Linked DNA regions of Mus musculus: all the other regions are linked to region 2. Evidence: chromatin contacts called from public HiChIP or PLAC-seq and promoter capture Hi-C data. All regions are on one chromosome and are shown on one strand. The core of a region is the stretch at or near the end of the contact, and the rest is flanking DNA. Distances in the headings are between cores, read along the strand shown. Region 1 holds the start of Tsr3 (TSR3 20S rRNA accumulation). Region 2 holds the start of Mcrip2 (MAPK regulated corepressor interacting protein 2). Region 3 holds the start of Clcn7 (chloride channel, voltage-sensitive 7). Region 4 holds the start of Ergic1 (endoplasmic reticulum-golgi intermediate compartment (ERGIC) 1).

What was found. Promoter capture Hi-C pulls out the DNA fragments that hold promoters and counts their contacts. HiChIP or PLAC-seq counts read pairs in DNA pulled down with a chosen protein or histone mark.
Region 1: a promoter capture Hi-C map of embryonic stem cells shows a contact between it and region 2, with 2.1 times the contacts expected there. The contact joins the promoter of Tsr3 here to the promoter of Mcrip2 in region 2. A contact is called at or near these places in 5 of 39 promoter capture datasets (cranial neural crest, embryonic stem cells, liver and 2 more), 2 of 115 datasets of contacts at active chromatin or transcription factors (memory CD8 T cells and pancreatic cancer cells) and 1 of 9 other capture datasets (adipose tissue).
Region 3: a contact with region 2 is called in an H3K27ac HiChIP or PLAC-seq map of bone marrow-derived dendritic cells, with 6 times the contacts expected there. The contact joins the promoter of Clcn7 here to the promoter of Mcrip2 in region 2. A contact is called at or near these places in 2 of 115 datasets of contacts at active chromatin or transcription factors (bone marrow-derived dendritic cells and pancreatic cancer cells).
Region 4: a contact with region 2 is called in an HNF4G HiChIP or PLAC-seq map of pancreatic cancer cells. The contact joins the promoter of Ergic1 here to the promoter of Mcrip2 in region 2. A contact is called at or near these places in 2 of 39 promoter capture datasets (embryonic stem cells and stem cell-derived epiblast-like cells) and 2 of 115 datasets of contacts at active chromatin or transcription factors (memory CD8 T cells and pancreatic cancer cells).

What each region holds. Positions count from the first base shown.
Region 1 is chr17:25,235,428-25,242,051 of GRCm38.p6, forward strand. Tsr3 (TSR3 20S rRNA accumulation) reads left to right here and starts at 4,743. Exons shown (of 6, transcript NM_026676.3): 1 at 4,743-4,937; 2 at 5,017-5,236; 3 at 5,637-5,830; 4 at 6,261-6,434. The coding sequence starts at 4,826. It overlaps Gnptg (N-acetylglucosamine-1-phosphotransferase, gamma subunit), which reads right to left and starts at 4,689. Exons shown (of 11, transcript NM_172529.3): 1 at 4,633-4,689; 2 at 4,487-4,544; 3 at 4,348-4,415; 4 at 429-483; 5 at 278-361; 6 at 107-200; 7 at 1-32. The coding sequence starts at 4,684.
Region 2 is chr17:25,865,253-25,872,427 of GRCm38.p6, forward strand. It overlaps Mcrip2 (MAPK regulated corepressor interacting protein 2), which reads right to left and starts at 3,486. Exons shown (of 5, transcript NM_026633.3): 1 at 3,373-3,486; 2 at 3,162-3,291. The coding sequence starts at 3,424.
Region 3 is chr17:25,132,064-25,138,690 of GRCm38.p6, forward strand. It overlaps Clcn7 (chloride channel, voltage-sensitive 7), which reads left to right and starts at 1,328. Exons shown (of 25, transcript NM_011930.4): 1 at 1,328-1,551. The coding sequence starts at 1,414.
Region 4 is chr17:26,558,826-26,565,335 of GRCm38.p6, forward strand. It overlaps Ergic1 (endoplasmic reticulum-golgi intermediate compartment (ERGIC) 1), which reads left to right and starts at 2,687. Exons shown (of 10, transcript NM_026170.3): 1 at 2,687-2,807. The coding sequence starts at 2,788. It overlaps 1700049J03Rik (a long non-coding RNA gene), which reads right to left. Exons shown (of 4, transcript XR_001782188.2): 1 at 3,265-6,510.

The sequences.
Region 1 (6,624 bases), core at 3,493-5,992, 630 kb before region 2:
AGTCGGTTGATCTTTCCACAGGTGAGCTCCACCTGAGAAGAGAGCCTGAGTGGCTGGTGGGGGCAGGAGGTTGCTCTCTACCACCTACTTTCCCTGTGGGCCTCACCTTGCTCTGCCGGCTCCGGGAGTGGCAGGAGTCCCCATCAGTCATCCACATGCCCTTGAAGGTATTGTTGATGATTTCCCACTCATGCCAGATGCTGGGGAAAAGGAGCAGCAAAGCAATGATGTGGGGGCCCAGGGAGCAGGTTACCACCACTGCCCTAGCCCAGCTTACCCAAGGATCCCGCTGTAGGCGTTCCAGCGGAAGGTCTGCTCGTGCTGGGTGACGTTGTGGAAAGGGCAGAATTCATACTTGTACCTGGGAACACAGGCACATCAGGAGCTCTGCAGACTCCGCCCACTCCACCCACCAGCCTGGCACTCACGTGGACTCCACTAGGCTAAAGCACTTGCCAGCAAGTCTGAAGAGATGCAGGGGCCCTGGGGAAGAACACAACAGCAGTTAAGCATCGGTATAAACTCTGCTACCCCTAAAGCTGGAAGCTAAGGTAGGCAGGAGAGCACTAACCATCAAGGCCAGAACGCCCCAAGCTCCTTTCCTAAATGATTGGGAATGCAGAGGCAGGCTGACCTAACTCCTAGGGACTGACAAACTCATCTCCAGACCACAGAACTGGTTGTCTGTGGCAGGATTCCCATGCTTGTTCCTGTGGAGGAGGCTCTCAGTATCTGTCTAGGCTACATAATGAGACCCAGTCTCAAAAATTAAAAATGAATGAACAGGGTGTGGACCTTTAATCCCAGCACTCAGGAGGCAGAGGCTGACAGAGCTTTGTGAGTTTAAGGGCAGCCTGGTTTACAAAAGTGAGTTCCAGGACACCCACTGTTATACAGAGAAACCCTGTCTCAAAGAATAAAAGAGTTAAGAAAGAAAATCTAAACTGCAACCTTATTAGAAAGGACCTGCTTTACCACGCAGGCCCAGCTTTGTGATTCAGATCTCTGATCACATGCTAAACTGTACTTAGATGTACAGTCAGTTCTGATGCTCTCCTTGATAACCGAAGCCAGGAGCATGGGTCTTTCTCATGGCTGTCTCTAGCTACTTTATAGCGTCATTTCTGTCTTCACCTTCCTGTTGTGTGATGTCCTCTCAATTCGGGCTGAGTGACTTCCCTTGGTGTTCCTGATAGGACAGGTCTATTGATTCTCCTGCAGGTTCTGTTACTTAAGAAAATACCTGCCTTTTTGAGGTGTGCCAGGGACTCAACCTAGGACCTCGAGCATATATTCTGAAGTTCTATTGACCTGGGGCTGTATGAGAAAAATAAGAACAAAAACTGGGGGCTGGAGAGATGGCTCAGCAGTTAAGAGCACTGACTGCTCCTCCAGAGGTTCTGAGTTCAATTCCCAGCAACCACATGGTGGCTCACAACCATCTGTAATGGGATCTGACACCCTCTTCTGGTGCATCTGAAGGCAGCTACAGATTGTACTTAAATCTTTTTTAAAAATTGGTTCTCTGAAAAGATAGCAATACTGACACCTGGAAGCTGGGTGTGATGGCTTCGTGCCTGTAACCCCAGCACTGCGGAGACTGGAGCAGGACGCACTGGTGTGGTGCTGGTGCCAGCATGGGGAGATGGTGTATTCAGAGAAGTGTGTGTTGTGCAAGCACGAGGAACTGAGTTTGGGTCCTCAACACCCACATAAGAAGCTGGATGCCAGCAATGTCAGTGCTGGACGGGCAGAGATGGGCGGAGTCTCCGCGACTTGCTGGACAACCAGCCTAGCTGAATCCTTGAGCTTTAGATTCAGTGAGAGATCCTGACTCTCAGTAAGTGTTCGGAAGCAGTAGAGGAAGACACCCAACCTTGACCTCGGACCTCCACACAGGCACACACAAACACATTACACAGAAAGAGAATAGGAGGGGGTGAAGAGACGGGTGGGTGGTCGTGAGCACTTGTTGCTTTTGTGAAGGATCCAGGTTCGGTTCCTAGCATGTACATACGTGATGGCTCACAATCATCTATAACCCCAGTTCTAGAAAACCCAATGCCTTCTTCTGGCACAGGTACTTCACACAATATGGTACACAGACAGCAAACAAGCAAAACACCCAGTAAAATAAAAGCTTAAGTAAAAATAAACTGAGCCTGTAAAAATAAACCTGTAGCCAAACTGACTAGGAAAAGCAAAACTGTAAGTAAGTAAGTAAAACTAGAAATAAAAGTTGGGGTATTTGCAACCAACATCACAAAAGTAAAAAGGGTGATTGGTAACTATGAACGAATGGATGTAGTTGAAACTGACAATTTCCTCCGAAACACGGGCTTGCCAAGGGTGGCTTCGAGGAAGCAGCAGGCAGCTGTGAATGAGCACACCTGTGAGGTTAGGCAGCCCATCTCCTAGGCTGAGTAGCCCTTCAACCAAGTAGGTTTCTCTCACCCCCCCTCCCTATCTCCCCATCCTCTCTCCTGCCAAGACTGTCCTGGAACTTACTGTGTAGGTCAGGCCTGGGCTTGAACTAATGATCCTCCTCTGAGGTGCTGGGATAATGGTCTTGTGACAGTCTATGCATACTGTATCTTTTTCTTTCTAATATTGCTATTAAATGAATAAAAATAAACATCTGCAGTACTGGGTTCCTAGCAACATCTGGCCCCTCCTGGCCAACCAAGGAGCTACATGTTAGTTTGGAAGGGCTGTGGAGAAGTCTTACGATTATACACAAATACACGCGCGCGCGCACACACTATTATACACAAATACACACGCACACGATTATACACAAATACGCACGCGCGCACACTCACACAACCTCACAATGTAATGGTAGCAGGACTTAAAACAGTGTCACCTTATGAAAAGGAGAGAAGATGGTAACAGTTGACTACGAGAGGAGCCTGGTAAGTGCTCTGCAGCCCTGAGCTATCTCTTCTTCACGGGATCAAATCTACAAACCAGCTTGCCCAACATGCCTAAGATAGTGGGTCACCAAATCCCCAGAGTGCAGCTAGTCACGTTTTTTTTTTTTTTTTTGGAATCTTTATCATGTATCTACTTATTTATTTATTTATTTTTATTAGATACTTTATTTATATACAATATAAATAAATATTAAATAAATTTATTATTATATATATTTATATATATTTATATTATATATTTATTTATATATAATATAAATATATATATATAAATAAATATATATTTCAAATGCTATCCCGAAAGTTCCCTATACCCTCCCTCCACCCTGCTCCCCTACCCACCCACTCCTGCTTCTTGGCCCTGGCATTCCCCTGTACTGGGGCATATAAAATTTGCAATACCAAGGGGCCTCTCTTCCCAGTGATGGCCAACTAGGCCATCTTCTGCTACATATGCAGCTAGAGATATGAGCTCTGGGGGTACTGGTTAGTTCATATTGTTGTTCCACCTATAGGGTTGCAGACCCCTTCAGCTCCTTGGGTGCTTTCTCTAGCTTCTCCATTGGGGGCCCTGTGTTCCATCTTATAGATGACTTGTGAGCATCCACTTCTGTATTTGCCAGGCACTGGCATAGCCTCATACGAGACAGCTATAACAGGGTCCCTTCAGCAAGATCTTTCTGGCATATGCAATAGTGTCTGGGTTGCCAAGGTTCTTTTATGCTGGCCAGCCCTGAGCCACCTCCAACAGCTTGTCTTTCAGTCCTCCTAGGATCTTAGTCCCAAATTTCCTGTGCTGGTGCCCTCTCCACTCCGTAAGACCTAGAAAGGGCTAGATACACCTGGAGTGTTGAGTCTTCATACCCAACATCCCTAGAGCTTCTAATTGGTCTAAGCACCTGTGGAAAGTAGAGGCTTTAATACCACAAGTTGGAGGCCAGCTTGAGTCTACTATAAAAGACTTTGAAAGACTCTTACCTTAAAAACACAAAAGTAGCCGGGGGTGGCACACGCCTTTAATCCCAGCACTTGGGAGGCAGAGGCAGGCGGATTTCTGAGTTCCGGGCCAGCCTGGTCTACAAAGAGTTCCAGGGCTATACAGAGGAACCCTGTCCCGAAAAACAAAACGAAACAAAACAAAAACCCCACAAAAGTTAGGGATGTGACCCAAGCCTTGAGCGCTTGCTTGCTTAGCCCTAGGTAATCGCCAACCCTGGGAGCGAGAGGGGATTGCAGTTCCAGTATATACTTCAGAGCATTTAAAACACTCAAGTTTGACAAACGAATTCGTAACCCTTCAGCGAGTACATTATGAGTCCTTCATCCAAGGCACCCTTCCCTCCCTAACCGAGAGCTTTTTTCGGCCCCCTCAGTCAGCACCTCGGCCAGCTCCGCACCCTCCCGCGCTCACCGGATACAGCTGAAGGCTCTCTCTTGGGCTGAAGGCGGCTTGCCTGGGGCAAGAACGGGTTATTCAGCCTATGGAACAGAGAAGGTCAGAAGAGCCAGCCAGGCTCGGTCCCCAAGCCGCAGGACCGTGATCCGCTCACCCGAATGTGTTAGGCTCCTCCACCACCTTCATCTTCCCGGCACATGCCGGCGCGGGCCCTGCGGAGCGGGGAGAGAGGTGGTGAGTAGGGAGCGGAGGCGCGAGCGACGCCAGCGCGCGGGGGGCTATGTGCGCGGAGCCACTGACCCTGCGACGCGAGCCCCAGCAACATCAGGAAGCCAGCCAGCCGCCCCGCCATTGCTCCTAGGGTCTCACGGTCACGTGAGTGACAGCCGGAACTGACTCCCCTCAAAACCGGAAGCTGTGCGAGCGCGCACGCGCGCACGCTCTTGAACAAACGCTGGAGCTGAGGATTTCATCTCGGATTTCATCTAACATTATGGGCCGCAAGAAAGTTGCTCGCGGATCCAGGAAAGAGAGCGGTCGTGTTCGGCGACCCTCTGGCCGCTCTCTGGATGCTTTCGCTGAAGAGGTGGGCGCTGCGCTGCGTGGTGAGTTTGGAGCAGTCGGAGCAGCGGGTCGGGCCTGGGAGCAGGCGCTGAGGACCCGGCCTTCTCTCTCTCCTTGTAGCATCCGTGCAGCCCGAGGAGGCCGAGGACCAGGGCGGCCCGGGCCCTGCGGCGCTGCCTTGTGCCTTGGCTATGTGGGAGCTTGGTCACTGCGACCCCAAGCGCTGCACGGGCCGCAAACTGGCCCGTCTGGGTCTGGTGCGCTGCCTGCGCCTGAGCCAAAGGTTTGGCGGTCTGGTGCTCAGCCCAGTAGGCACTGAGTACGTGTCTCCGGCAGACAGGTAGACACCAGAGGCCTGGGGATCGGGGAGGGGTCGGAGAGGGGTTGGAATGCCCTTCCCACCATCTTGTCTTTGTTAAACTGCCCTGTATCAGGAGTATCATTTTCTTCAAGCCTTGCTTATTGGTCTTGGATGTCCACATCTTTCATATGAGCAGAGTTGTATTTAATTTGACCCTTTTCATAGAGCAGGGCTATAGTGTAGAAAGCCTAGGAGAAACATTTGTTGTGTAAAGTAAACACTGTCCAGCTACCCTCAACTGCTTCCTGAAGGGTTCTTTCTACTATTGCAATAAACCATAACTTCGAAATAGCAGAGTGATCTCTCATCTGTAGTGAAGCCAGTCTCCAAGGATGTGCCTTATTTGGGGCCCTAGAACCTACCCTACACTCTCTGACAGACAGCTGGTGGCACAGTCAGGGGTCGCAGTCATAGACTGCTCCTGGGCCAAACTGGACGACACACCCTTTCAGAAGATGCGAGGGAGCCACTTGCGGCTCCTGCCTTACCTCGTAGCTGCCAACCCTGTAAACTATGGCCGGCCCTGCAAACTTTCCTGTGTGGAAGCTTTCGCTGCTGCCTTCTGCATCGTAGGTGAGTTTTGGGTCTGACAGAAGCCTGGCAATGGCAGTCTGGAGGCTGACTGCTTGCCCCCTCCTCCTCCCTCACCTGGAGACTGGGGTTTCTTCTGGCAGAGTCTGAGCAAGGGGGTGGGATGTGAGGAGAATATATTGGGAGCCATTAGAAAACAGCCTTTGTCTTCAGTCTCAGTGCCCACATACAGTCTTAACCTTATGAAGCAGAGGTAGAGGCAAAATGGACCACTGCCTTCCCTGGATGGTGTGTGGGCCCAATGGCTACCCCGTAAGACACAGAGACTAGGATAATAGGACTGTTTCTCAGCAAATGAGAGGAACCTTGGGAACTGTAGAGGAGGTGACAGCTTCCTGAGATAGCAGGCAGGGTCATGCAGTTGTGCTCTCTATAGGTGTCCCAGGCATATCTTTGGTTTTTGTTCCACTAGGCTTTTCAGACCTTGCTGTCATTTTGCTTCGGAAGTTTAAGTGGGGCAAGGGCTTCCTGGACCTGAACCGGGAGCTCCTGGATAAGTACGCAGCTTGCCGTGGCCCGGAGGAGGTGTTGCAGGCTGAACAGGGGTACTTGGCTAGCACCAGGGACACGCCTGAAGAGGACATCGGTGAGTCCTGGTGTTGGCTGGGAGCCCCAGAGAAGCAATCAAGTCCCTCCAGGGCCTTAGGAGCCTAGAGCCTGAAAATCACTTAGAAGTCCCCTTCCTCTCTTCTTCTTTCTTTCTTTCTTTTTTTTTTGGGGGTGGGGGTGGGGGTGGGGAGAGGGTTTCTCTGTGTAGTCCTGGCTGTCCTGGAACT
Region 2 (7,175 bases), core at 2,236-4,735:
GGCTGTCTCTTTGGGAAAAACATGACCTTAAGCCTGACCCACTCCTCAAGGCAAGAGAAAAGGGGCAAATTGAATGAGATGCTCCCCCACCCCATAACCCTGTGCTGTACTCTATATCAAGGGGTGTAGGCCCAGGGGTGAGGCCAAGCAGGCCCAGGGCAGGGCAGGGCAGTGCAGGGCAGTACAGGGCAGTAATGTGCCATCTCTGTTGACTGGCGGCAACTGACCAAGCCCTGTGCTCGTGAAGCCTGGGGTGGGGCCACGGAGGGAATGGGGCCGCACCTACAGTAGGAGGTGGGAGTCCTGGGCTGCACCTGCCACTCCGCCAGGCACTCGCGGTCCCGGCAGGCCTGCTCGCCTTCCTGGGCTCAGGTGCCCCACGCCGCTCTGGGTTCCTCCTCAGGTGAGAGGGGCACTAAAATAAAGAGGAGGGTCTTGAGGGGTACAGGGTCCTGCCAGCCCCAGGTCTGGCCAGGTCTGGTGGCTACAGAAAATTTTAGATGTGCCAGTGGAGACCAGAGGAGGCAGGACTCCTCCCAAACCCACGGGTACCTGTGTATTTGGTAAACTAGAGGGCATAAAGGCATTTTTATTTTTTTCTAGACAGGGTCTCTCTGTGTGGTCCTGGCTGTCCTGGAACTCACTCTGTAGACCTGGCTGTCCTCAAACTCAGAAATATGCCTGCCTCTGCCTCCCAAGTACTGGGATTAAAGGCTCAAGCCACCATGCCCCGGTGCATAAAGGCATTCCAAATGGAAACCCCCACCCCCTTGCCTGCAACCACCTCTGCCCCCGAAAGGGCTGAAGCTCAATGCGAGCGAGCTGTTGGGATTGGACACTGAGTCTTTTTATGTCTTTTGTTTGGTTGAGGCGGGATCTAGACTAACAGACATCCTCCTAAGTACCAGGACATAGGTGGGTGTGTAGTAGCACACCTACCTGTGCCTTACATTGATTCTTTAAAAAACAAACAAAAGGAAATCCCAGCCAGGGGCTGTGGATTAAGGTGGTGGCCCTGGAGCTGGAAAGGGCCCCAGAGGGCAAGTGCTGCACCACCATGCTGAGCCCTGCCCAGCTTCTGCTTAGAGGCCGTGGTTATATAAGACCAGGCTCTGTAGGGGAAAGGGCACTAATCCCAGAGTGCACCTGTATCCACTTCTAGGCCCACTGCCTGCTGCAGCACCAGGCCATAGTGCCCCATAGACATCCTCTCATGTACTCTCCTACCCCCTCAAGGTGACCGGTCACTCATCTTTCAGCCTGGGATCTCCCTGCCTGTGACACACAGCGAAGGGCATCAAGATTCAAAATCAATATTTCAAGATTTAGCAGTATTCTGACCCCAGTACTCCCAACCTTGACTCTGTCCCAAGGCTCTTCTGCCCAGTGGTCCCTGAACATTTTCTCAATCTGCTCTTGGTGGGGTAGGTGGTAACATGGTCGCATCTCAAGTCTCCCCCATCTGTCTCTTGCCGCCAGGAGAAAAGAATATGTCAGAGGCACAGGCCTGGCCACCATAACTGGCAGCACCCATGCCTAGCCATTTAGTGGGTTGAAAGCTTCATGATTTTGCCCCACAGCAGCAGGAGAATGACCAGTGCCTCCTGTGTTCCCTGATGCTGGTGGACATGGGTGACTGATGGGTGGCCTTGAAAAGACAAAGGACTAGAGGTAAAATTCCATGTGAAGGTCCTATTGGAGATGGGAGTTCCCAGCCCAGGAAAGGGCCACCTCAGAGGACATAGGGAAGACTCCTTAGCCTATCTCCTCAGTTCCCAGAACTCAGGACAGGAAACCAATCTCCCGGGCGTCAGGTGTTCTCCCTGGTTGCTGACAGATGAGTCCAGGCCTTCACATCAGCTTATCTTACTGAAGCCTTTTTAGAGGAAACACGCAGTGTGGTGTCTCTTGCAACTCAGCATTCTGGAGAGTGTTACTACCTTCTCCTCTTCCTGGACACTGACCCAAATATTGCCACAAGCCTGTCCGTGTTGTCCCCCAACAATAAGGACTTTAAAAGGTGTTTTCCCGCCGGGTGTGGTGGCGCACACCTTTAATCCCAGCACTCGGGAGGCAGAGGCAGGCGGATTTCTGAGCTCCAGGCCAGCCTGGTCTACAGAGTGAGTTCCAGGACAGCCAGGACTACACAGAGAAACCCTGTCTCTGGGGTGGGGGTGGGGGGTGGGGGGTGGGGGGGGTGTTTCCCAGGTAGAGATAGGCCAGTCACCAAGGCAGCTCCAAACTCCCTGTCTGGGTAACCACTTTGTGGTTATACATCTGCACCATAGAGTTCTCCCAGAGACATAAGGGCAATAAGGACATAAACCGATGTCATACGGATGTCCCCTAGGGCAAACACAGGCCACACAGGCATCTCCTACCTATAGCTTCCGAAGCCTAGTAGCTGAGAGCTAAGAGGGGTGGAGCCAGCCACACAGACTCCCCTGCTGAGACGAGTCTAACTCTTGGCCTCCCTCGAGATTGTGGTCTCTTTGGTGCTCTCTCTTAACCGGTTCACATGCCACCTCTACCAGAGTAGAGCCTACATGCCTGCAGAGTCCAGTCTACCGATACAGGAAACAGTAAATGGAGCCAAAGAAGTAAAAGGTTCAGCCTTGGTTGAGTGGGATCACTTCCAGGTCACACTGGCTGAAATCCAAGTAGCTAGGGCTGAACTTCCCTAGACACATTGCGGGTTAGGAAAATCAGAAAACTCTTGGAACCCACAGGCGCGGGCAACTGCTGGGGAGGAGGGCTCCAGTGTCCCAGGGTGTTAGTGAAGGGCAGGGACCTGATAAGACCAGCGGGAACACGTGCGCTTCTTCTGCTCTGCAAGGACAGGGCCTGAAGTCCTTGAGAGCCAGGGCCTTGGGCAACTTTCCCCAACTTTGACCTCGACCACTTCCCAAGGGGTCCAAGTTAGCGGCCCAAGGTCACCAGGTCCCTCGGTTTTGAGTACTTGCGGTCCTTGACAGGCGGGATTGGTCGGAAGCCCTCAAGGCTCCACGTGGCCACCAGGGTCCACTCAAGCCAGCTGGGCCCAGAAGTAGCCGGCGAGCAGAAGTGCACGAGTTGCCTGCGCCCCGCCCCCTGCCCACCAGGACGCGTGGTCCCCATCAACCTTCTCCAAGGTCACCCTCGTGCCCGGCGGCCTGGCTCACCTTGCAAGGGGCCAGGGTCCCTGAGTCTGTGCCGAGGGCTGCAGGTGCGCGGGTAGCGCGGTCGGCGGCACCGGCTGCCGGCATTTCAGGAGCTCGCCAAGCCTGCTCTCCACCTGCTGCTGTGTGGGACCTGCGGGCCGGGGCGGAGGGCGCTGTCAGCCGCCGCGAGCCAGCGGTCAGGACGTCCCGCCTGCCCGCCCGCCCTGCGCACCTGTGCGGCGCTGCGCGACCAGCTTGCTGGGCCCCTTGGTGATAGTGTACATGGTGCGCCGTCCCGCCCGCCCCTGGCAGCGGCCAGATCAGGCACCCTCCACCAGCTTCACTTTGCGGTCCCAGAGGCTCGGCCCCTTTAAGGAGGGAGGACGGGCAAAGGGGCGGAGCGACCCACACACGCCCCCTGCCCTTAAAGGAGCTTCGCCTACTTGGTAGCCTTCCCAACCCTTTGGAAAATTGGCCAAGTCACTAAATTTGAGCTAAGAACGGGTTGTACTCGCCAAGGGGTATGCCATCTCTAGACTGGAGCGTGCATGTGCGAGTGTGCATGTGTGTGCTTGTGTATCTGTCTGAGATTTCAGAGAGAGAGGCTCTTTCAGTTGAGGAGGGCCCTTTGTGTACTAGGGTAGTGCTAGGGACCCTGAACAGTCTCTAAAAACACCAGTATTCCAGCTCATATTTGAGACACCACCACCACCCAGCCAAGTGCCTGGACAAGCCTGGATTGTTGGGGATCACTGTGTCAGGAGTCAGCTTTAGAATGAGTGCTCTAAGAGTGTTTAAGTAGATCTAAAGTACTGTGGAACCAGAAGACCAGGAGAACACAGAGCCCTCAGGGGGTACCCTATTCCTAAAGTACTATACTAACCGCTCTTCAATTCATGTCCTGAGCCTTTTCCCCAACTACTGGGGAAGCTGGAAATTAGGTCTGTGGGGAGAGCCACAGGGTTTCCCAGTACAGCCTGGAAGGAGGAAGAACCCAGCAAGAGTGGAAGCAGCCTGACCCCCCCCCCGTACCCCCCCCCCCCGCCCCCAGGTCTCCTTTTTTTGCTGTTGGTTTTTTGTTTGGTTTGGTTTGGTTTTTTGAGACAGGGTTTCTCTGTGTAGCCCTGGCTGTCCTGGAACTCACTCTGTAGACCATGCTGGCCTCAAACTTAGAAATCCGCCTGTCTCTCCCTCCCGAGTGCTGGGATTAAGGGCGCGCGCCACCACTGCCCGGCGTGATGTGAAGTCTTGAACTGTATCTGCCAAGACTTGTGCTGCCCCTGCCACCAACACCTGGCCTTAAGGTTCCTATTGTCATATTTGAGGAGGGTCAGTCTGCAGGCACTAGGGACTAGGGGAGGCAGGTCTGTCAAGTCTTGGACCACTTAAGCAAGACGAACAGTGAGGAAGGAGTGAGGGTGGGTAGCTGGTCCACCTGAATTCCAGAGTATCTAAGGAACTCCAGGGGACTTTTATCCCAGGTGACCAAGCCTTCATTCCTTTGGCCCTGGGCCTTTGGCCTTACATTATGCAGAGCGGGGCTGGAGAGTGAAAGGCCTTCTCCAGCTCTGAGAAGACTGTTGAGTGTACTAGGGAGGCATGAGACATCTCACTCATGTCTAGTTGATGAGCCAGTGAGTTTATTGCGGTTACTTACTGGAGCATGGGTGACTCTCACTATGTCACCAAAAAGCCCACCACAGTATAGGTGACAGCTCATGAGTGCTGATCCTGGGAGCTTCTTTCCCAACCCTACTTAAGAGTCCCCTCTCGGGGCTGGAGAGATGGCTCAGTGGTTAAGAGCACTGACTGCTCTTATAGAGGACCTGAGTTCAATTCCCAGCAACCACATGGTGGCTCACAGCCATCTGTAATAAGATCTGATGTCCTCTTCTGGTGTGTCTGAAGACAGCCACAGTGTACTCATATTAAATAAATAAAAAATCTTTAAAAAAAAAAAGTCTCCTCTCAGCCGGGTAGTGGTGGCAGCACACAACTTGGGAAGCAGAGGCAGGCAGATTTCTGAGTTCGAGGCCAGCTTGGTCTACAGAGTGAGTTCCAGGACAGCCAGGGCTACACAGAGAAACCCTGTCTCGAAAACAAACAAACAAACAAACAAACAAACAAAGTCTCCTCTCTCCTAGCACTTGGCACCTGGTTATATAGCACCTGGGAATTTGAATCTTGAGGTTTTCCTGAGCTTCACAAGTTTCATATCGCCTTCCTAAGTCTTAAGAGCTTCCCTCCTTCAGAAGGAAATGTTTCAATCTGCTGGTACCAGGCCTGTGACTGCAAAGGTGAGTGTGGATCTGGGAAGAGAGTTAAGGCCTGGAGTTGTACCGAAAGAAAGAAAGAAAGAAAGAAAGAAAGAAAGAAAGAAAGAAAGAAAGAAAGAGTGAGTCTTGGAGCTGAGACGAAAGGATGGACCATCCAGAGACTGCCCCACCCGAGGATTCATCTCATAATCAACCACTAAACACAGACACTATTGCATATGCCAGCAAGATTTTGCTGAAAGGACCCTGTCTCTTGTGAGGCTGTGCCAGTGCCTGGCAAATACAGAAGTGGATGGTCATTGTCTTCTATTGGGTGGAACACAGGGCTCCCAATGGAGGAGCTAGAGAAAGTACCCAAGGAGATGAAGGGGTCTGCAACACTATAGGTGGAACAACAATATGAACTAACCAGTACCTCCAGAGCTCATGTCTCTAGCTGCATATGTAGCAGAAGATGGCCTAGTCAGCCATCACTGGGAAGAGAGGCCCCATGGTCTTGCAAACTTTATAGGTCTCAGTAAGGGGAATACCAGGGCCAAGAAGTGGGAGTGGGTGGGAAGGGGAGCAGGGCAAGGGGGGAGGGTATAGGGGACTTTCGGGATAGCATTTGAAATATAAATGAAGAAAATATCTAATAAAAAATTGAAAAAAGATAGCTAATGTTGCCGGGCGTGGTGGTGCACGCCTTTAATCCTAGCACTCAGGAGGCAGAGGCAGGCAGATTTCTGAGTTCAAGGCCAGCCTGGTCTACAAAGTGAGTTCCAGGACAGCCAGGGCTATACAGAGAAACCCTGTCTTGAAAAACCAAAGAAAGAAACAAACAAAAAAAGATAGCTAATGTTAAAGAAAGAAAGAAAGAAAGAAAGAAAGAAAGAAAGAAAGAAAGAAAGGAAGGAAGGAAGGAAGGAAGAAAGAAAGAAAGAAAGAAAGAAAGAAAGAAAGAAAGAGAAAGGAAGGAAGGAAGGAAGGAAGGGAGGGAGGGAGGGAGGGAGGGAGGGAGGGAGGGAGGGTTGCTTCCTGGCTAAACTTGTCCCTTCCCACTTACATAATGCCTGACCCACCCTTAGTGACCTTTCCCTCCAAGGCCACTGTGGCCTGACTCAGATGGCCTACAGCATACTGTTTAATCACTCATACATGGTAGGAAGGCAGAACAGGATCCTGGGAGCTCATGCTAGTTTGGTTGTTGTTTTGTTTTGTTTTGTTTTGAGACAGGGTTTCTCATTGGAACCAACCCTGGATATCCTGGACTAGATTTGTAGATCAGGCTGGCCTTGAACTCACAGAGATCTGCCTCTGCCTCTGCCTCTTGAGTGCTGGGAATAAAGGCGTGTGCCACCACTGCCCAGCAAGGGGCAGGAAGGATCAGTTGGGTCAGAATGAAGCACAGTAAGGGACGGAAGCATCTAAGGTCCTGTGGAAAGCATGCATACCACAGGAGCTCCCTTGTGACAGGTCCCTTACAAATAATATGCAACCCTAACTAGCTACTATTAAAGCCCAGTCTCATACAAACTCACCAATGGACAAACTCAGTCTTTGCTTAGATAATCATTGGCCAGAACTAGAGGGCAAGACATTCATTCAATAGCAGAAGCCCAGGGTTGGGTTCGGAAGCCCTAAGAAGGGTTTTCAGGTGACCTTGTTCTGAGGTTAGGGCATGGGCAGATGAGGTCAGGGGGATGGGGTGGGGACAGAGGTGGGAGTCTAGTGATCTCTATGGAGTAGGAGGTGATCTCAGTTGAGGAGGTGGAAAGAT
Region 3 (6,627 bases), core at 78-2,577, 740 kb before region 2:
TTTCCTAATTTGGCACTTCAGGGTGCCACGGTCCACCCAAGTCGGTTATGGGGGTCTCTGGAATGAGGGTCCTCAAAGCTAGGTGGGTAAGGATTCGGTGGTGACAAACAGAAACAAACACAGAGGCAGTTTGAATCTGAGTGCATTTTGCAGCTCTCAAGCAGGGGATTTTATACATTAAAAAACCAAACATTACATCTCTTAGAAACTATATCCAGTGAAACAATCACAAATACCAACAAAAATCATTTGGCACAGTAAAGCACAAAAATCATCCAAGCATTACAACTCTGAAACTATGCATTCAGTGAATCACAAACAGTACAGGTAACATCATTATTAATATAAATCATCAAAATATAACAATTCTAAAAGGATGTATTCAGTGGGGGCTGTTGTCCAAGTCTAGTGGCTTATTTCTAGGAGCAGGTTAATAAATCTTTAATGGTCAGTGCTCTTAACCACTGAACTAACTCTCTAGCCCCATGGTCAATTACTATTTAACATCTAGTATCTGGGTTTTTTCTTTTTCTTTTTTAACAAATCTTCAATATGTAAATTCAAACTATTTTAATTCTTTCTAATTAAGGCTTTCTTTACCATACACCAAAATCCACCTCCGATGACACACGTGCAGCCATATGAAATTTTATTGTTGGGAAAGTTTTTATCTATCGTAATAGTTTTGTAAATGATTTAGAAAGTAAGGCATTGTTTTCCCGGGGGATAAGGTCATGTTAGTGGCCCCCATCTCTAGGGTTGGTTTCTTACCCATTATTCTTGCTTAAGATCTTGGCCTAGGCTACCAGGAACATGTAAATAAGAAAAGGAATAAGAGAAAACAAAACATTGCCATAAGAACTACCACTCAATATTTTTTTCTCCGGCGAAGAGTTCCACACCGGTTCCAGGAGGCCTACCCCTTTTGAGGTCAATAGCCTCAGTTTGTGGAACTTGTCATACAGATCCTACTGGAAGTGGTGTGGCATCAGGGTCTCAATCCCTTTCCCGGAATTGCAGCAGTTTGGCTGCCCTTTGAGCACAGGAAACACATGAAGCCAACTTAGTTGAGAGGGACGATTCCAGAACTTTTACAGGTAGTTTATTTTTTTTTTTTCCATATCATCTCTTGGAGGACTAGGCGTGCATCTCGGGCTGGTTCTTCTCTGGAGTTTGGGTCACTGCCTTCAGTGAAGACACTAATTGCTAGGGATTTTGAGTTCTAGGTTTCTACCCTGGGCTGCAACGACCAGTGAACCACAATTCCCAGGAGACTCCGCGCTCCCGGATCTTGCCGGCCTCCGTCGTCAGTCACGTGGGCACCGATGATAGATCACGTGAGACCTGGGCGCGGGTCACGGGAATGCTGCCGGTCTGCCGGCTGTTCTTGTTGAGTTTGGTCCTCAGTGGGCCATGGCCAACGTCTCTAAGAAAGTGTCTTGGTCCGGCCGAGATCGCGATGATGAGGAGGGGGCGCCACTGCTTCGAAGGACAGGGCAGCCTGACGAGGAGACGCCGCTGCTGAACGGAGCTGGGCCGGGCGCGCGCCAGGTGAGGCCCGCGGGCCGGAGATGCAGCCGCCGGGATCGCTGCGCCGGTCCTCAGTGTGCTGGCGGGGCCCAGAGGGAGGCCACGGTGCTCTCCTCTGTTATTTTTTTGAATCCTGGAAGACTTTTATTTTTGATAGCCTCGCACTCATAAACCTCTTCTTTCTTTCTCTTTGAACCCCTTCTTCCCATCTCGTTCCTCAGTGGCTACACCATCAGAGAAAATGATACCCTCTCCTCCAGGAACCGTTGTCGCTGACTTTTCAGCAAGAGATCCCAAGACTTTAACGTTGCTTTTGTTTTTTAATTTTACTTTTCGTGGTGAGGGTCAAGCCAGGGTTTACACATACAAGGCAATCATAACGACCTCAGCTCTGCACCCATAGCCCTTGACGTTTCAAGATAAGGTCTCACAGTGAGACCACCAATGAATTCATAATCCTGTCTCATTTTCCCAAGAACTTGGAAGGCCTGGACTACACGCTTGGTAGTTTTCAATTTAAATGGCAGAATTGTGCTTTCGGTGAAAGTGCCTGTCTCCTTTCTCACAGGAGTAATTCCAGACGTTTGGGACACAATTGCAGTGTCAAGCATCCCCACTCATTTTCTCTTACTACCTAGTTGAACTTGGAATGTGCAGCCAGACATGATAAGCAACAAGTCAGAGGCCAGAGTGTGCTCAGCACTGCGAACAGTTTGTGCCTTCAAATGCCTAGCGTTTAAGACCGGGACAGGCTTGTTTACTTGTGTGCTTTTGCTTCTTTTGCCTGTGTGCATCGTGTTAATTTTGAGTCAGTTACTTATATCAATTCCTTGATGTTAGTCTGTTTTATAACTGTCCTTTACCCTTCCTCCTCCTGATGTTAGAGGTGTCTTAACAAACACTCCTGCTGTTTTAAAGGCTAAGAAGAGCACAAGATAGGGCTACCGCATCAAAACTTACATTTAGGCTTTCTTTGCTAGACCCTTGAAGGTGCAGTGGACAGTGAAAGTCAAAGTCAGCTCCTTGTTGCTGGGAAGCAGCTCAGGCCCTTTTGAAGGACGTGTGCTTGTGACTCCGGTCTGCAGTAGTGATCAGAAATAAGTAAGGTGGTAGAGCTGTGTCTGCCTCCCTAGGGTGTTTCTGGGTGGTGTGATTTGTTATCCCTGTTGTAAAGAAAGTAACCTTTGGGGAAGGGGGCTATTGCTGCTCTTGGAGAAGACTCAAGTTCAGGTCCTAGCACCCAGGTCCAGTGGCTCAACCACTTATAACTGTAGTTTCAGGTGATCTGACCACCTTTTCCTCTCCTGGCCTCCACTAGAGAGGCCTCCACCACACACACACACACACACACACACACACACACACACACACACACGTGTCTCTCTCCAAAAAGAAAGTAACTTTATGTTGGCAACTGGTTTTTAAGAGAGGGAAGAATTTGGAAACTGACAGAGTTGAGTTTGGGCTGAATACATGTGGGTTGTTTTGTTTTTATTTATTTTTGCTTTTCTTTGCAAATAGACAGAGTAAAGAAAGAGTTGATCTTTCCCCCTAAATACCACTATAGCTTTTTTTTTTTTTTTTTTTTTTTTAGACAGGGTTTCTCTGTGTAGCTCAGGCTGTCCTGGAAGCTCAGGCTGTCCTGGAACTCACTCTGTAGACCAGGCTGGCCTCGAACTCAGAAATTCACCTACCTCTGCCTCCCAAGTGCTGGGATTAAAGGTGTGCGCCACCACGCCCGGCTACCACTATAGCTTTTAAATCTGCAGATAATACAATTGATTGGTTGCTGTTAAACAACTTAAAAAATAATTGAGCACCTGCCCCATTGTGGGTTCCCAGGTCTGTGTGCAGGTCACTGAGGTGCATAGGACAGCTTTCTTCCCTCTGGGAACAGGCCCCAACACCTTTCTGGGTCTGTGTGACGAGCCCTGTAGGAATATGTGCAATGAGCACTTTTGTGCCAAGTCCTTAGACAAGAAGAGCAACAGAACAGAGAGAATATATGTGTGGGATGTGGTCCGGGGGGTAGGAGCCTTTTTCAGGCACAAGAGTTGACTTGGGTGTGACTAGGCCTAGGAGAGGCTTGCAAGAAACTGGGGACTCCAGTGCTAAGGAATCCTTATCTGCTTAGGCAGGTCGAATAGGCACTGGCTACAGCTTGGGAACCCTCTGTGCTGAGCTGAGCACTGGACCAGCCAGAATTTCCGGCAGGATCTGAGGCCAGCTGGTGCCAGTTTTCTCATCTGTAAAAAGTTAATGAATGTATAATACTGAGCAAGCCTGTTAGAAAACAGGTTCTCAGTAGATGCTAGTCATTAACGACGGGTCTGGAGACAGAGTGCTTGCCTAGCATCAGTGAAACCCTGGGCTCAGCCTCCAACACCACATAAAGCTGCGTGTGGTGGCACATACCTATGACCGGGCATGCCAGTGCTGAGAACGGGAATCAGAAGTCGAAAGTGATTTTTGAGGCCAGGCTGAACTAGATGAGACCCTGTCTCAAAACAAACAAATCAAAAACCCTACCCAACTAAAAGAACTTTGTCTTTGCGCTTGACATTTGGCTATGTCCGCTCTTCGGCTGAATGTCTTGTTGGCGTTTCTTTTCCCAGGGACGGTCCGGACAGGACAGTAGGCTCCTAGGTAAGCGTGGGTTGCCCTGGTGCTGCAGTAGGAGTCTTCATGAGCTAGTCTGCAGTCAGGACCCTTTGGAAATAGAAAGGGGAGCACAGTGGGGTGGCCCTGGGTACTGAACATGCGCTCATTATCCTGGCTACCTCCTGAGCCTCTGGGGTTTGTTGCAGCACCTCCAGGGTTGGGTGGAGGCAGTGTTGCCACCCAGCCAGGCAGAAGCTGGCCAAGCAATGTGGTAGCTGCTGAAGGCTGGCCAGGCTGGGCCCTGTTTAAAGCTCAGGCCCTGTGGCACTACCTTTTCTTAGATGTGGGGTGATAGTGGAACAGGGAGAAAGTGAGGTCAGCCTGCAAGTCATGGTCATGTGCGTGGGCAACAGGAAGTAGAGTTTTCTGGGAGGCTGTTTGATCCTAGAGCAAATGGTGGAGAGGTGGCAGTGTGTGTTTGCAGTCTTTAAATGCAGGGCATTCTTACAGGCCCATTATGGGAATCGCCACCAGAGACACCTCCTCCCTCAGCAGAGGAGGGACCTCAGGTGAGTGTGGGACTGTGTCCTATCCTGATAACTTACACCACAGACCATAGCCTGAGGGTGCTGTTGGGGAAGACAGGAGCCCTATGGCCGTTGGAGATCTTCAGGGAAGGGTCCTCTGTCCCAGTGGCTCTTAGGCCCTGCTGTCTTCTGGTGAGAGCTGTTCGCTCTCAGTCTTAGGAATTTCTCTTCCTCTCTCAGCTCATAAGCAAGCCTCAGCCCAACAGGGTGGAGGCAGCTGAAGGGCAGGGTCCTGGCAGCCTCCAGGCAGCCGTACAGGACCATATCCGCCCACAGGCCTATTCCTATGGCCTACTCCTCCCTGTTCTGGGCTGCTTCGCTTTTGTAGACCTTCTGACTACTACATCTAAAGCCAGGCTCTCTTTCTAATTCTCTGTCACCTTTGTCACATTTGCACTGGTTTGTTTGTTTGTTTTGATGTCCCTGCTGCAGCAGTCTGGGTTTCTTTGGTGTTTAGCAAGGAGCCTGGCACATGGCAGCTGCTCATGGAGGGGGGAATAAAGAACTGGTAGTATGCAACAGTGAGCAACTTAAAAATAAATGCTGCATGTGATGGAGCAGAGGCAGGCTGATCTCTGGTCACCCAGGGCTATGCAAAGAAACACTGTCTTTAAAAAAATATTAAAATAGGGTGCCCCCCTGGTGTGGAAGTGCTGTCCTCCAGCTCAGGCTCCAGGGACCTGGAGAGTGCTGCTGTCACCTGGACCTGGAAGGGGGCAGAAGACAGTTGTCCTCATTCTCAAATAAAACAGGTGTGTGAGTGCATGTGTGTGTACATATGTGTGTGTGTGTGCCTTTGTAGGAAGAGCATGTAACATAAATGTGCTATCTAGGCTCACACAGTATTTCACCCCATAATGGAGGTTGACCCAGGCTTCTGTGTACTAGACAGCACCCTCACTTCCCACTCCTAAGTTTTATGTATGGTCAGAGTATTGGTGTAGTGTCTAAGTCAGAGTATAAGTGGCTCAGGTTGGGCTTGAACCCTCTGTGTAGTTGAGGCCAGGTTTTAATTTCTTTCTCCATGTATTTATTTTGTGTGTATGTGTGTCTGCACATGTATGTATGGAAATGTGGATAACTTCGAGTCCCTTCTTTCCTCCACCATATGGATTCAGGGGATTGAACTCAGGCCATCAAGCTCAGAGAGAGACGCCTTTATCCTCTAGGCCATCCTGCTGGCTCCAGACTTATTTTCTTTCTCTTTCCCCTTCCCTTCCCTTCCCTTCCCTTCCCTTCCCTTCCCTTCCCTTCCCTTCCCTTCCCTTCCCTTCCCTTCCCTTCCCTTCCCTTCCCTTCCCTTCCCTTCCCTTCCCTTCCCTTCCCTTCCCTTCCCTTCCCTTCCCTTCCCTTCCCTTCCCTTCCCTTCCCTTCCCTTCCCTTCCCTTCCCTTCCCTTCCCTTCCCTTCCCTTCCCTTCCCTTCCCTTCCCTTCCCTTCCCTTCCCTTCCCTTCCCTTCCCTTCCCTTCCCTTCCCTTCCCTTCCCTTCCCTTCCCTTCCCTTCCCTTCCCTTCCCTTCCCTTCCCTTCCCTTCCCTTCCCTTCCCTTCCCTTCCCTTCCCTTCCCTTCCCCTCTCTCTCTCTCTCTCTCTCTCTCTTTCTTTCTTTCTTTCTTAAAGATTTATTTATTTAGTTATTTCATGTTATTTCATGTATGTGAGTACACTGTAGCTGTCTTCAGACACAGCAGAAGAGGACATCAGATCCCCATTACAAATGGTTATGAGCCACCATGTGGTTTCTAGGAATTGAACTCAAGACCTCTGGAAGAGTAGTTAGTATTCTTAACCGCTGAGCCATCTCTCCAGCCACCCCTCCTCCCCTTTTAAAAAAGATTTATTTATTTATTTATTTATTTATTTATTTATTTATTTATTTATGTCATGTTATTTCATAGGCTTTTCATTTTT
Region 4 (6,510 bases), core at 1,437-3,936, 690 kb after region 2:
TCTCTGTGCACTATTTGAGCAGTCAGGTGATTGGGCTGGACGTGAGTGTTACCACTGAGTTCCAGTGTAAGCGTTCAGCAATCCAAAACAACAGTAGTTCCAATAAGATGGATGCTTATTTCAGTCTTATATAAACACATAGAACGGCAGAGTGATAAGACCTGGGCTCTTTCTGTCTTGTTGCTTTGTTCCATGTGGTTTCCATTTGGTGGTTTGAGATAGTGGCATCCACATTCTAGGCAGCCAGCTGCATAAAGCGACACACAGGGCAAAGAGCATACATCAACTCTTCCTAAAGCCACCTTCTCCCTGCATTTCAATAACTTGATCACATAGACATGCCTAGCTGCAAGGGAAGCTGTGAAATGCAAGTTTCTATGTATCCAGCCAAAAACTGGGAGCTTTTTCTCTCTGTGTAAAAGATACCAACACCAGTCAGTCTTTTTGTTTTTGTTTTTTGTTTTTTCAAGACAGGGTTTCTCTGTATAGCCTTGGCTGTTCTGGAACTCACTTTGTAGACCAGGTTGGCCTCGAACTCAGAAATTCGCCTGCCTCTGCCTCTGGAGTGCTGGGATTAAAGGCATGCGCCACCACTGCCCAGCTCAGGCAGTCTTATCGTCATTTACTCTGCTGGGCATTGTTATCCTTGATCATGCTCAAGGGCACATCTGAGATTCTTTAGGAGAATCTGGGCTAAAGATGAGAATAGTCCCCAAGATGTCCAAGAGCTAGTCTCTGGATCATGTTCTAAAAAGGGAAGACATGAGATCAATTGCCCACACCATACAACTTCTGTTTTGGGTTTATCTGTACCCAGTGGTTCCAGAAGGTCCCAGGATGCTTTTTCTTTCTGCTGCTCCCAGGCTCCAGGACTGGCTAAAACTTTCTCATTTCCCATACATAAGAGCATGGGGTGCGGGTGTTTGTTGAATGAATGAATGAATGAATGACGAATGAATGAATGAATAATGAATGAATGGATGAATGAATGGAAGGGGGATTCCGGTTGTCAGAAAGAGAAGAACCTGGTGGAATCGCCCATCACTGCAGACCCTGAATCTTGCTGCCCGCTTATCCTTCAGGAAACCAAGGAGCTTTTTATGTCAGGACACTGCCTCCCTGCCCATCCTGCCTTTTGAACTTGGATCCCCACTTTTCTCCTTAAGTTGTTGTCTTAAATCGCAGCTTTGAAGAAGGCATCAGCAGCAGAACCCAGGGAAGTTCAGAAGTCAGATTTCCCCTACATGGGTGTCCTAGTTTGCTTTTTCTCTGCTGTGATAAACTCCCACCAAAGCAGCTCTGGGAGCAAAGGGTTTATCTGGCTCATACATCCACACGCCCTTCAGGGAGTGAAGTCTGGGTAAGTAGGTACTCAAGGTAAGAACCATGAAGCAGGGCCGGGCGTGGTGGCGCACGCCTTTAATCCCAGCAGAGGGAGGTGGATTTCTGAGTTCGAGGCCAGCCTGGTCTACAAAGTGAGTTCCAGGACAACCAGAGCTATACAGAGAAACCCTGTCTCAAAAAAACCAAACAAAAAAAAAAAAAAAAAAAAAAAAAAAAAAAAAAAAAAAAAAAAAAGAACCATGAAGCAGAAACTGAAGCAGAGACCTGTGGAGGATGGAAGGCTGCTAATGGGCTCCACTGCTCATATGCAGTAGCTTTCTGATCCCAGGATCCCATCCTAGGAATGTTGCTACCCATAGAGGGCTGGGCCTTCCTACATCATTACTTAGGAACTAAGAAAACTTTACACACATACAAGCCCTTAGGCTAATGTAGTGGAGCCATTTCTTCAATCTCTTCCAGGTATGTCAGATTGACAACTAAGACCAGCCAATCACAAAAAGTTTAGAGTTCAGCTGCCTCCTCCTCTAGCCCAGCAAGTTGAGGGAGGTTTTCCTCTGTACTTCTGTGTTTCTGAGAATGGAGGCTCCTAGGGGCAATCAGCGGTATGTTACCATTTCTAACCGTGCAAACTCAGAGCCTCTGGATAACCCTGCAAGTTCCTGACTTCAGGTTGGTAGATGCTCAACGAGTACTGGTTGGCATCAATCCCGAAGAAAGATGATAGAAGTGGCTAGCTAAGCCCAACTCTAACAGGTGGAGAAGCTGTCACTAGATGCCAGGCTGTTCACTAAAGCAGGGCCCCAACTACCTCCTTTGATACCTATGAAAAGTTGAAAAGTGGGATTAACAGTTATACAGATAGAGAAAGGGGTGGTGGTGGATCTCGGGAGCCAGATGGCTTTTCCTAAGAAGCAAGGGATGGGTGGGAGGTGGGTGGACTTTCTCAATCTAGGACTGCGTTGCCCATCCCCCAGTTTTAACCTTCACCCAGAACTAGCACCAAGCATGGACCCGCAATTTGTAGCATTTTTCTCTGATCTTCACAACGCAATGGCTTTGTTTTACAAGCACAAAACCCACTGCCTGAGGCAGAGCGATTTGTCCTGAGGCCCCACTTACGCTAGGAAAAAAGATCAGAGGCCAAAAAGAACCAAAGCGGGAGTCTTGGAGACCTGGGCTTGGGTAGCATCCCACTCTCGGGCCTTCCCATTCAGCGGGCCCTCGGGCCCCTTTAATGGGGCGGCGGAAGGGGCGGCCGGTGGATGTGGCGGCGCCCAATGGGCTGCGTGGAGCGTCACTTCCCGGCGGCGGGAGGCGAGTGGCGAGTGTCGGGCAGGCTGGCGGGGGCGGGGCGGCCGAGGAGGCGTTGGCAGCGGGCTCGGACCCACGCGGCGCTGCGGCCCGCCTGGCCTGCAACGCTCCCACCGGCTCGGCGGCACGATGCCCTTTGACTTCAGGAGGTGAGTGAGGCCCCGGGCCCGAGGCCCTCTGCAGCCGGCGACGACCACCCCCCACCCCCCGTTACGTGCAAATGCGACCCTGGTGCACTGTGCACGCCTCGGCAGGCCCTAGGGGACCGCGGCCTTCCTCGGGGTTCGAGCCCTACCCCCACCCCTCGTGCAGCCCTGGCAAGCCCTCGCACTCTGTTTTCCACGGCGCGGTGTCCCCAGCTTGCCCCTGACATCTTTCATTCCCCTCCCCCAACCTGGGAACCAAATCTCCTCCCAAATCCCAAATAAAAGGAGCTCAGGCATCCTCAGGCTTTCTCCCCAGTCTTCCCTAGTGGACCCTGTCCTGGCTGACAGGTGGGGCCGCGCGCCTGGCTTTGCCCGGTGGGATCTGAGGGCTGCAGCCCCATTCAATCTGGCAGCAGTTGGAGAAGCTTAGTTCTTCAGAGCCTGAGAATCCTCTACCTACCAGATGTGGAGGCCTGTTCCCGCAAGCCATGGGGACAGTGCGGGAAGAGGAGGATGCTGGGATCTCGAGGTTCTGCAGAAGGTTCTTTGCCTCCTGGAACACCATTGTATAGGGCCAGGCCTTCTGGAAGCCTGCATGGGAAGGGCCTCCCCACCAGACATTCCCTTGACATAAGACGCTCTGAGATGCTCTGGGCTGTTGGGATACTTTGGAGCAAAAGGATTAGAAGCCTGGCTGTACCTCTCTACCCAGCTGCTTAGTAGATTCTCAATGTTAGAAGCAAAGGCTTAGGGTGCAGCCCCTCACCGCTCAGCTGGCTAACCCCAGCAGGTGTCTGGGCATGCTCAAAATATTGGTTTCACCTCTTGCAAATTGGTACTAAAAATAAGGTCACCACCTGAAAGACAGGGATTGTAAGGCACCCCTGACCCAGTCTCCATCACATGGAACTCAGAAGTAGGGCATCTGTGACTGAGGAGATCTGTGAGCGCTCCCCACAGCCAGAGAACGGGTATTCCTCCATTGGTCACAGTTTCCCCTCATCCTCCCCCTCTTACTGATGTGTATAGAGGCAGAACAGAGTGACAACCAATCTAAAAACGGCCCAAGATTCGGATCATGTGGTGGCATATGGGCAACCTGGGGTCAGGGCCCAGAGAGGACATTGGTTTCAGACCTCTTAACCAGCCAAAGTGGTTTTTAGCTCACTCTGGGCACTGGTACTATCTGGCAAACCAGCTTCCTGCTTGCTTGAGGTAGCCCCGGGGTCCATACCTGGGCTTAGACAAAAGCATACAGACCATGGTAGCTTTGAACCGAGAGGGCTTTGAGCCAGTTTTAGGGACACCCATTACCACAGTGTGCCCATGCAGAAAGAAGGGCAGTGGGCACATCCAGGCCCCCCCCTCAAACCTCCCAGGGCTGACCGGAAAGGGTCCCAACCCTCCTGTCCCCACACGGTTCTGCAAGTCCTAGGGATTTTGAGTTTGTTAAAGAAGTAACTGTTCTGGTTACTTCATCTTGTCAGTTCTCTGCCCCGCCTGCATGCCCCGCCTGCATGCTGGAAGGGCTGGGCAGATCTGGGCTCCAGTTGGAAGTTTGGGGGCTGGGGGCAGGTGAGATGAAAAAAAAAAAAAAAGGAAAACAGCTGGGGCCAGCTTTAGCCTTGTCAGGGCCTGCTTATTACTGACTAGTTTAAGGCATTGATATTTAAGGAGCACACCGCTCAACTTTCGGCTGCTACTGCCTTGGGGCTTTCTGGATGTGTCTCAGGCCCTGAGTGCCCGGGTGCCACAGGGTTCCCACTAATGCCAGTTGAGAAAGTCCTTGCTTGCTGGGGCTCACTGGAGACCAGTAAGAATGGATTCCCCACCGTTCGATCTCCTCACGCAGGGTGAGCTGTGGGTCCAGCCCATGTCTTTCTTCTCTTTCAGACGTTGACATAGCAGAGCTCTAGGACTCACTGTGAAGGAAGGCTCCGCCGTTCTACAGACCTTTACCACATACAGGGCCACTCATCGGCTTGCTGAGGGTTGTACCCAGTGTTTAGCCACCTGCCACTTGGACTATCATTAGGGGATGGGTGGCATATGGCACAACCCTGTGGAATTGCCAGAGGAGTGTTGCATGTGTGGGGGGGAGGGGGAACGTGTCACATGACTGGGTTCTAGGAGTAGCCACTATATAAGCAAACTTGACATCCATCCCTTTGTCACTGAAGAGAGTGAATGAGTCTTCCTTTTAAACCCTGGTGAGGGTGACCCCTCTGGCAAAAGCACTTTGCATGGATATAGATAAAGCTGGAGTCGGAGTTTGGCCTATTGGCATTGAAGCCTTAGCTCTGGGGCACAAGGGGAATCTTGAAAAGCCACCACTTTGTCAAACCTTTTAATAGTGGGGAGCACAGGGGGCGTACAGTGATTAGAACATCCCCATTTCCCACCAGTTCAAGACCAAGGGGAACCCAGCTTCCTAACTTGGGTGTGTTTTCCTGCCTAGGAAATGGGTATGATCGACATCCTCACATGAGACCAGGTGGCATGTGGGACCAGCAAGCACTGTCCTCTGCCTGCCGCCATTATTGTACCCTTTGACCGAGGCACCTGCTCTGTAATTAGCGAATTCTGCCATCTTCTCTTCCCTTTCATCAGTATCTGACCTCCTAAGGGCCAGGATTTATATCCAGTTTGTATGTGGTTGCGTCTGCAGGTGGAATGGTACTTGACTAGAGGTCCCCCCTTGGGCAAAACACACCTCTCCAGTTTGTCCAGTGTGATTGCATGTGCCAGCTGCTGGTGGAGAATTCTGCATCCCTCTTTCCTGTTTTTGGTGCTTGGAGGAGAACCCAGGACTCGTGCATGCTAAGCAAATTCCCACAGAGCTGCATCCCAAGGCCCTCTCTCCTCATCCTTGAATTGGCCCTTTCTGAGTTTTAGGGGTTAAGGGCGGAGGTTGAGCCTTAAATGATTACCGTGTTTGCTTTGTTCCCGTTGAGCGGTTTTACTGATACTGATCATTGAACTCACAGAACTGGCTTTTGTTACCTAGGTCCGGGGGTGTTGTTCCCAGTTCCGGCTGACTGGTGGCACTTGCTGCCTGTTACTCCAGAGGCTTTGACAGCCTCCGTCCCCAGAGCCTGAGCCCCACTTTCAGGAGAGAGGCAATGGCTAGCTCTGCCACAGTGGCAGTCCCCGTGTTGAGACCCCATGATCTAAGAGTGGTGTGCTCCTCCCCTGGCTAGCTGTGTGCTCACTTCAAGGAGGGAGGGGGATGTGTGCTGCCTGTCGGGCAAGAAAGCTGTCCTTGCAGCGCAGAGCCCAGGTTCAGATGCTGATCTGGGGGACCCAGTGCACAATGCAAGTTCAGTTCTGTTGAGAAAGGATAGAGTTTCAGTATGGGTGACCCCGAGTGACAGCGCAGGTCATTTGATTGTGGTGCTGGCCCCATCATGACTTGGTTTGGTCTCCTCCACTGCTTACTGTAGCTTTCCAAAGGTCTTCTCCCCTCAGGGGACTTGAGTGGACCTTGCAAAAGTCTCTCTCTCTCTCTCTCTCTCTCTGTCTGTCTGTCTCTGTCTCTTGTGTTTCCCTCTTTCTTGTTTGCAGTGCTGGGAATGGAACCCATGACCTTGCACATGATGGGCATGTATTTTACCACTGAGCTACCCCACCTGGGTCCCAGCATGACCCTCTTGAAGTTGGCTTGAGGTTTTTCTGCACCCTACTTTCAGTCTTCAAATGAGTGATG